Linked DNA regions of Gasterosteus aculeatus: region 2 is linked to region 1. Evidence: chromatin contacts called from public Hi-C data. All regions are on one chromosome and are shown on one strand. Each heading gives the region's core, a stretch centred on a gene start, on an enhancer-like site or on the middle of the called end of the contact. The rest is flanking DNA. Distances are from core to core; before and after follow the strand shown. Region 1 holds the start of LOC120809236 (pleckstrin homology domain-containing family A member 7). Region 2 overlaps LOC120809236 (pleckstrin homology domain-containing family A member 7).

Region 1 (3,649 bases), core at 1,102-3,601:
GGACTCGTATAATGGTATTGCAGTTCTTGTGCCTTTGGAATCACCAAGGTTGAAGATTCATACAATCAGGGGAAGGTTTTGAATCTTCCCAGGCAGCCAAACAACATTAAGTCAAAAACATCAACAACTGCCTGCTAACAGCTGGAGAGGCAATTAAGATACAGGGCGACATGTGAAGGCTCAACAAGAGAATGCTCGGAAATTTTTATTTTAAACCAGAAATTCAGAAAGAAAACAACGAGGATATTTTTTTAACAGCACTCCGGAAAAACGACGCACACACACACACACACACACACAAACACACACAAATAGATCACTGCAAACCATAACAGCACATCAGGGTGGATTCTGGGGAATTTTAATCAGTGTCTAACACAACAAAACATTTACCAATAAGCCTGTATTGCAACATTATTTACTCAAAATTTAAAACAACTTTCGCTCAGAGGAAAATGAACGTGTTTGTACTGAAGCAATCGCTTGGACGGCGACACAAACAACCTTTGACCTCCGTTTATCTGCAGTGACACCGAAGGGGAGGGGAATTTTCAAAAGGGAGATTAAAAGATGTCAAAACAGCAGATTACTGACTAACTCTGCATTTTACAGACGCCCGTCTGTGTACGTGTGAATATTCAACAACCGGAGGAATCAGTCTGACAGAGAAACCCACACACGGGGAGAAACACCAGCAGGTCACGTGTTTCACTACTGGATCTTCTGGATCTCTGTACAGTTGTTTGGTGGTTTATTCAAGATGAACTATTTGAGCAAAAACGTCACACAGCAGCTTTGGCAACAAATCGGATCAACACTCGTCGAAAGCAGAGTTCAAACGGACTGAGTCCAGATTTTCACCACACCTTCCTAAATTCATCCTAAAATGCACTCAGTTCATCGAGTTCACCTCACTATCACTAATGCAATGATTGTGCTATAGTTCTTTTTACTTATTGACCTTAACTTGGATTATTGTGGTAAAGATAAAGTGACAAATGCATGAGTACAACAATTAACAAAGTCTTTCAGACAAATCACCTGTGGCGCATTGATCTGTTTAAGAATGGAAGAATTGTGAAAAATGGAAGAATAACACAATTAATCTAACACAGTTTAGCTAACTTTCAGGACTAGGGTCAAAACAATCTGGAGGTGGAAATACATTTCTGTTGCTAAGAAACAACAAATTGCCATCAAGAGTAGTATCATTAGTGGATCATTTTGGAAACGGCATTTAAAAGTTACGCACAGAAGCACTTGTTTGTTGTTGGTTTGTGCAAAAACAAAAATGCATTGTGGTCCTATTTTTATAATATTTATACAATATCAGCCTCACGACGAGCACGAAACATTCCGAGGGTCAAAAGTCCTTTAAAAGCGGCCCGCCCCCCAGCCGCGACATTACAGCAATCGATCATAATAAAGTAATAATCGTGACTTGTGCAACGAGTACATGCGGAACCTCTGGGTTACCTGTGTACTTGTTATGTTTCCGAGCTACTGAGTACTTCTTTCACTACAACATCCCAGTAAAACTCGTTACAAGGTGCAACACGTGTTCTCCCGGAACAACCAATGAGCGCAGCGGGGTCACTACGCGGTCAGCAGGTGACCCCCCCCCCCCCCGGGGACCGGGAGTCATGACGGTACTCACTTTATGAAGTAACTGGCCCCCTCGTTGGTGAAGCCTTCCTCCCATCCCTGAGGGAGGTCTGCGGGGGAACACGAGAAACACGTTAGCGAGACTTCGTCGGAGACACCTGTAGCCCCCCCCCCGGCCCTCGTGAGCGAGCGAGCGAGCCCGCGTGCGCGGGCGCGCACACACACACACACACACACACAGGTGAAGCACCCCCCTCTTCCAACTAGCTTAGCTAAAGTTGACGTTAGCTACCTGAGCGGATCATGTGTCCGGAGTTTACTGGTTCAGCGGAGCGGGGATGGAGCCAGGTGGTGTTTCGCGCCTCATCGCTGCCGAACGCGCGCACAGACACACGCACACACAGAGAGAGACAGAAAAACACCTGTTACACCAACGGGAAAACACACCAGCAAACCCAACTCCCGTTCACACGGGGCAGACGGCGCGGTAAAGCCCCCCTTACTCACTTGATGAAGAAGACTCTTCCGTCCGCGCGAACACCGTACGACCAGTGCTCAGGTAAGGCGTCCCGCCCGAGAGGTGCCGCCATGATCCGGTCTGAAAGTCCTATTTCACCTCATTCCCTCGCGCGGTGGAGAGAGCTCAGCGTTCACCGGGCCAGCGCCGCCTTCAGGCTCTGCTCTGAATGCCTGTAAATCTGAACACCGCGAGGGAAACCTCTGAAAAACAGACAGACACACACACACACACACACGGGATTCGGGGCTGTTGGAGTCTTTCTTTATCGCAGACTGCTTTGGTCCTCACTGAAAATGTTTCCCTTTTAGTTGATTATAATTGCATAAATAGGTGTTTGTATTACGCACACATTTTGTTAATTTTACATATTCTCCTGAATGTCACATATGTTATTCTAATTCTCATTTATTTGTTAGGCGCAAACTAACCATACACTAACCTAACCAGGTCATTTCCGACCAGAATAACACAGGTGTTACCAGACTATAATGAAGCATACATGTAAACAAAATATGTATACCTGAGCAGTTAAATTAATATGTTTAATTGAAATACTTGTCAACGGTTACCGCAAAACCATTGACAAGTTACCTCAACATTTCTAAAAATCTGTCAAAAGCCCTAGTTGTGTGAGGCAAACGTGAATAATGTGAAACCAAGGGTAGTAATCTATTGATTTCCCCATGTTTGCCACCAAAGCTTCTCAAACGTCAGATGCCAGTTATTTATAAATCATAGGGTCGAGGGGTTAAACTGACGAAAGCCAAGTTATACTCACTCACTTAACACATTTTATTCAAATTCACTCAATCGCATCCCTCCAACCGCAATATTAACTGAATATACTCCCACCTGATGTGTGTTATGTTTATGGAGGTAATAATGTAAATGATTCATAGTTACGAGTATTTTTATCAGTACTTCCGAGAGCCCTTTGGTCCTTCTGAAGGCTGATTAATGCTGTGATAACAACTGCAAAAAGGCCACATAAACAGCTGACAACATCAAAAAGAAAGGACACATCCGTGGATTAAATGTATGGTAATCAAACCTTTTTTTAATTGTATTTCATAACAGTCAAATTTTGTTCAATGATTCCACTGTGTCTGTACTATTCTTTCTACCACAGTAGTACTTTTACAGGGATGTATTTACATTTAGTACAATAATGAAACCTGTATCATCTATTTTGTACAGCAATATTGAACGGTTGTACAAACAAACAAATAGAACCATGGGTATCTTGTGAATGTTCCCGTGTATCTAGAACATTGAAAAATGACATCAACGTTCTGAAAATAGTATCAAAGTGATTGTAAAAAAACTGTAAGAGCCTCCGTCACTCGCTGGGAAGTCTGAGCTCACTGGAATGTCTCCAGGAGACGCGTGGTGGCGTGCTTGTGACAACGTCGCGACGTGCAGACCTTCGGTTTGAAAAACAAACAGGTGAGCTGAGCTGCTGACAAGCCCTCAGGCAGCCGGAGTTCTTTCTCCAAAAACCAGAAGGCCAGAGTGCAGGGAGGA
Region 2 (3,872 bases), core at 484-2,983, 58 kb before region 1:
CAGAAAGCCGGCGTAGTTGTCAGACTTTTACACTCTTTTACACACAAGTTATTCTTCACGTTTTCTGAGAATCATTTCAGACGTATCCTCCTCGTAAAGAAAACTAACATGACAGCGGTGGGATTGCGATAAGTCACGTCTGGCCGAGTCCTTCGTTAAATATTTGGATTAACCGATATAATTAAGCACAGCTGACATTTGATGGACGTCCGGTTCCACCGTTTCAGTTCTTATCTCAGCCTTTGTTCTGGTGCGCTGGACTGAATTTAAGCTGGAAGTCTTAAGACACATAAAAGAGGAACTCAACAACTCATCCCCGAACCTTCCGCACAGGGCTGAATACACGACCCCTTTAAAGCAGAGCAGACGACCAGCAAAGTCTTGTTCCCACAGCTAGCTACCAAACTCATTAAGGAAATCCCCTTTGACAGGAAGTGAGAGGAATCCACCCTCTGAAATGCAATGAACCAAAGTCAGAAAACAAGGATTAAAAAGGTGGCGGCGTGCTGGATATCTGGAGATATTTCATACAAATGATCACTGCAAAGTTCCTTTCAGACTGTTAAATGGGGCACAGAAGGCAACGTCTTTTCGCTTCAGAGTGTTGCAAGCAGAGCATTCCATCCCTGCATTAAGAATGCAGAAACAGGAGGTTGAAATGTGGTTTTAAAAAGGTCCCAAGTGGAAGCGGTCTTTAGTCCCCCCCCCCTTCAGTCATAAACAACTCCTTGGTCTTGTGGGATTTCCCCTTCCAAAAAGAAAAGAGGAGAGCGGAGCGCTACAAGCTGCGGGTGTCTGAGGCTGCCAGTGAACGACGGGACGCATTTGATCAGCGCCGGCTCCCGACGTCAACATATGAATAATACATGGGGGAGGGGGGAGGGGGGGGGAGCATTTCACCACATCGGAATGTCCTCTTTGGAAGCAAACAAACATCTCAGAATATAAAATACACTACTTTCATATGCTACAGCATGACTGACTGGCTCAGATCTTTTAAAACAGGGCGGGGAGCTTCTTCCAGGAATTATATGCAGTGATAAATTACACTCTGCGCTTATTGCATCCTTTTATTGGAATTTAATTTATTTAATTTACAAGTAATGTCTCGCTAAGGCTGCGATGATGACGTTTTATGCACGGTGCTCGCATGTATTTATAAACAATTCAGTGTGAAATATTTACTTAGTTTTAAAGAGGATTATGAGTGAAACTCTGTTTAATTGCAGATAATGAATGAATATAAATCAAGCTAGCTAGAAAATAAATGAACACATTGTCCCGAGAAGTGCAACATAATTAACATAATTATTGCCTCGCTGTTGTGTGTCTCCACCAATTAGACAACTGTGAGAAGTTTTCATAACGATCATACCATAGGATGGTACCATAGGATACCAGGACTGTCCCTGCTGGTGCACACCATTCCTTTAAACACTAAAATCAGAAGCGCTAGTAAAGAGCTTCCTGCTTGATTGACAGCAAACGACACAAGGGGGCGCTCATGGTGTGAGGCACTCAAAGTATTCAGGGTGGAAACAGTAAATGTTAAGATCTGGAAGAGTTCAGTGACCAAATGTACTAGAGGACCTTTTTAGCATGTTGCTGCATGCATGAGACATGCTGTGCGTGTGTGTGCGCGTGTGTGGTACCTGACAGGTGTGTTGCTGTTGTTCTGCATCAGTGTGGCCTGGTTCATGGCCCTCAGCCAGGTGCTCATGTCCTCCTGGGTGTCGGCACTGAAGTAATACGTCCGCATGCCAGTGTGTTCCGCCTGCGAGCCAATCACAGAGCTCCGCTTGTAAATATACGAGCGCATGCCAGTGTGGCTGGCCTATAGGAAGGGAGAGAGAGAGAGAGAAGAGGTTGGGTCAAAGGTCAGCAGGTCACAGGGATCAGCTGGTTCGGCTTTGGTTCAAAGAGACAGGGAGATGTCATGCTGTCCAACAAAAGAAAACAACATCAAGGGCCACATACGTATCGACCAATACGGGGGGAGAGGCGATGAGAGGAACCACAGACACAGAAATCAGCCAGTAACGACCAACAAAGCAACAACTGTTGATCGATGGAAGGAACAGTTCTGTTACAGCAGAGGAGAGGAAATGTGTCAGAAAAAAAGGAAGCCCAAGGTCCCCTGACTAACATGTTTTTTCCGTTATTACAGCTTAGAAAACTGATAAGAACACATACGAGGTAAAATAACAGTTTACAGACGTATACAGTTATAGAATATGAAAGCTTTTCATTATGCTCCCCATTTCACACCACAACAGCTCTCCAAAAAAGGGACGGAACATCATTGAAGTGATCTGGCATGGAAAAGTATCAGTGTGAAATGCGAGGCTCATTAGACAGGGTGATTGTACGGTGGGATGTAAGTGCTGAGCTCATGGCAGGCGCAGCTGAACTTCAGAGTGACGTCTCTTTGTAGGCACAGTAAAAAAGGTTATTAGTCAGTGCTGTAGTAGACTTATTGGTGCGGAGCGACAGGGCAGAACACATCTGCACCATCTCATCACGGGGAAAAACAGGACTGCTCGCAAGCAGTGAATACTAAAAGCATCACTGTGCACCTTAAGAGGACCTTCTGTTGTCAATGTATCAAGTTAATCACACTATTCAGGTTTCTCATCCCAACGCACAGAGAAGGATCATCAGTCTCTCTGCTTTTTTCCACTCTTCTAGCAAAGTGCCTCATAGTTTTATTCAAAAGGTTCTTCTACTTGTGTAGGCGGAGAGAGCAGCAACTGCAGCAGAGATTCTCTGCAGCCCAAAGCAAACGAGCGCTGCACCGCTTCCTGGTCTACCGAGGGGACCAGCAGTCGAGGCGCTGCTACCTCAGATTCCTCCTGCTGTGGATTTCTGCCTTTAAGTTCATTCGAGTCCGGGGAGACGACCTCGAGAGGCCGACACAAAGACATTGGCTTTGATGATCCACATAGTTAGAACATTGTGCTGCTGCAGAACTCGTGCTGAGAAATATCTCAATGTGATGTCACTGATGTTGCAATTGGCCAGCTATCAGGGATAAAAAAAAACAACACACCATCAAATAACAGAACAGAACCAACAGCTGTCTAATTGAAAAGCTTTTGTATCCTTGATGAAGATGTGGGTTTATTAGAGGCTCTTTAAAGTGAGTTGCACTCCAGCGAGCACGTCAAATGTCCTTCTCTCTCTCCTTCCTTCCGTCCTTCCTTCCTTCCATCCTTCCTTTCTTCAGTCAGTGTTCCCGGGATTGGAAGACAAACGAGAGAGCCCACTCAACAGCAGATGCATGCAAATGAAAAGTAATTAGACGCTAAATCTTCCCTCCCCTGATTCATGCACTGCATAATGACTGCAGGATAATAAGTGTTGTGGTGGGATCCACAGCGGCTGCAATGGTTTCCCTGGGATTTCTCCATTTGTTTTCACGCCGTGTAGAAATGACACGATTCGTCCCGTGTGCACGAAACAAGGGAACCAACAAGAATCACTCGTTCAATGCACCGTGCACGCTTAAGCAGTTTGTAGACAATGCAAATGAGGAGCGTCCCCCCATGACTCCCAGACACGTACACAAATAAACAGGAACGCTCCCGTTGCTACATCGGCTCCCTGACAGCTTGATTCTGAAGGCCCTTCTGTCTGACTGCTGAAACAAACTCACGTCCCCGGCTGCAGCTGTGCACTAATAAAAAACTCATTTTCATGTTCACACCTTAGTCAGTCTCAGTTTCTGCATTTGACCACCGACTCTTTTCTTTTATAAGACGTCAAATCTGATCAACCTTTTAAATCACTTCATCATCTTTTCAATCAGCATTATCCAGGAAGCCCACAGAAAGCTGATTGGGTCGTCTTACTTCTTACTTCAGGGTTGACAG

What was found. Hi-C and Micro-C count contacts between places; a contact is called where the count stands out from the background.
Region 2: a Hi-C map of skeletal muscle shows a contact between it and region 1, with 8 times the contacts expected there. The contact joins the enhancer-like site here to the promoter of LOC120809236 in region 1. A contact is called at or near these places in 4 of 6 Hi-C or Micro-C datasets (skeletal muscle, tail fin and whole body).

What each region holds. Positions count from the first base shown.
Region 1 is chrX:17,863,528-17,867,176 of fGasAcu3.hap1.1, reverse strand. It overlaps LOC120809236 (pleckstrin homology domain-containing family A member 7), which reads right to left and starts at 2,351. Exons shown (of 28, transcript XM_078083225.1): 1 at 2,113-2,351; 2 at 1,898-1,974; 3 at 1,658-1,715. The coding sequence starts at 2,195.
Region 2 is chrX:17,920,247-17,924,118 of fGasAcu3.hap1.1, reverse strand. LOC120809236 (pleckstrin homology domain-containing family A member 7) reads right to left here. Exons shown (of 28, transcript XM_078083225.1): 9 at 1,653-1,834. Among protein-coding and RNA genes, the nearest start is that of cxh11orf58, 21 kb to the left of the region's middle. Within about 2 kb of position 1,733, at least 4 of the 9 cell types and tissues checked have open chromatin away from gene starts, as enhancers often do.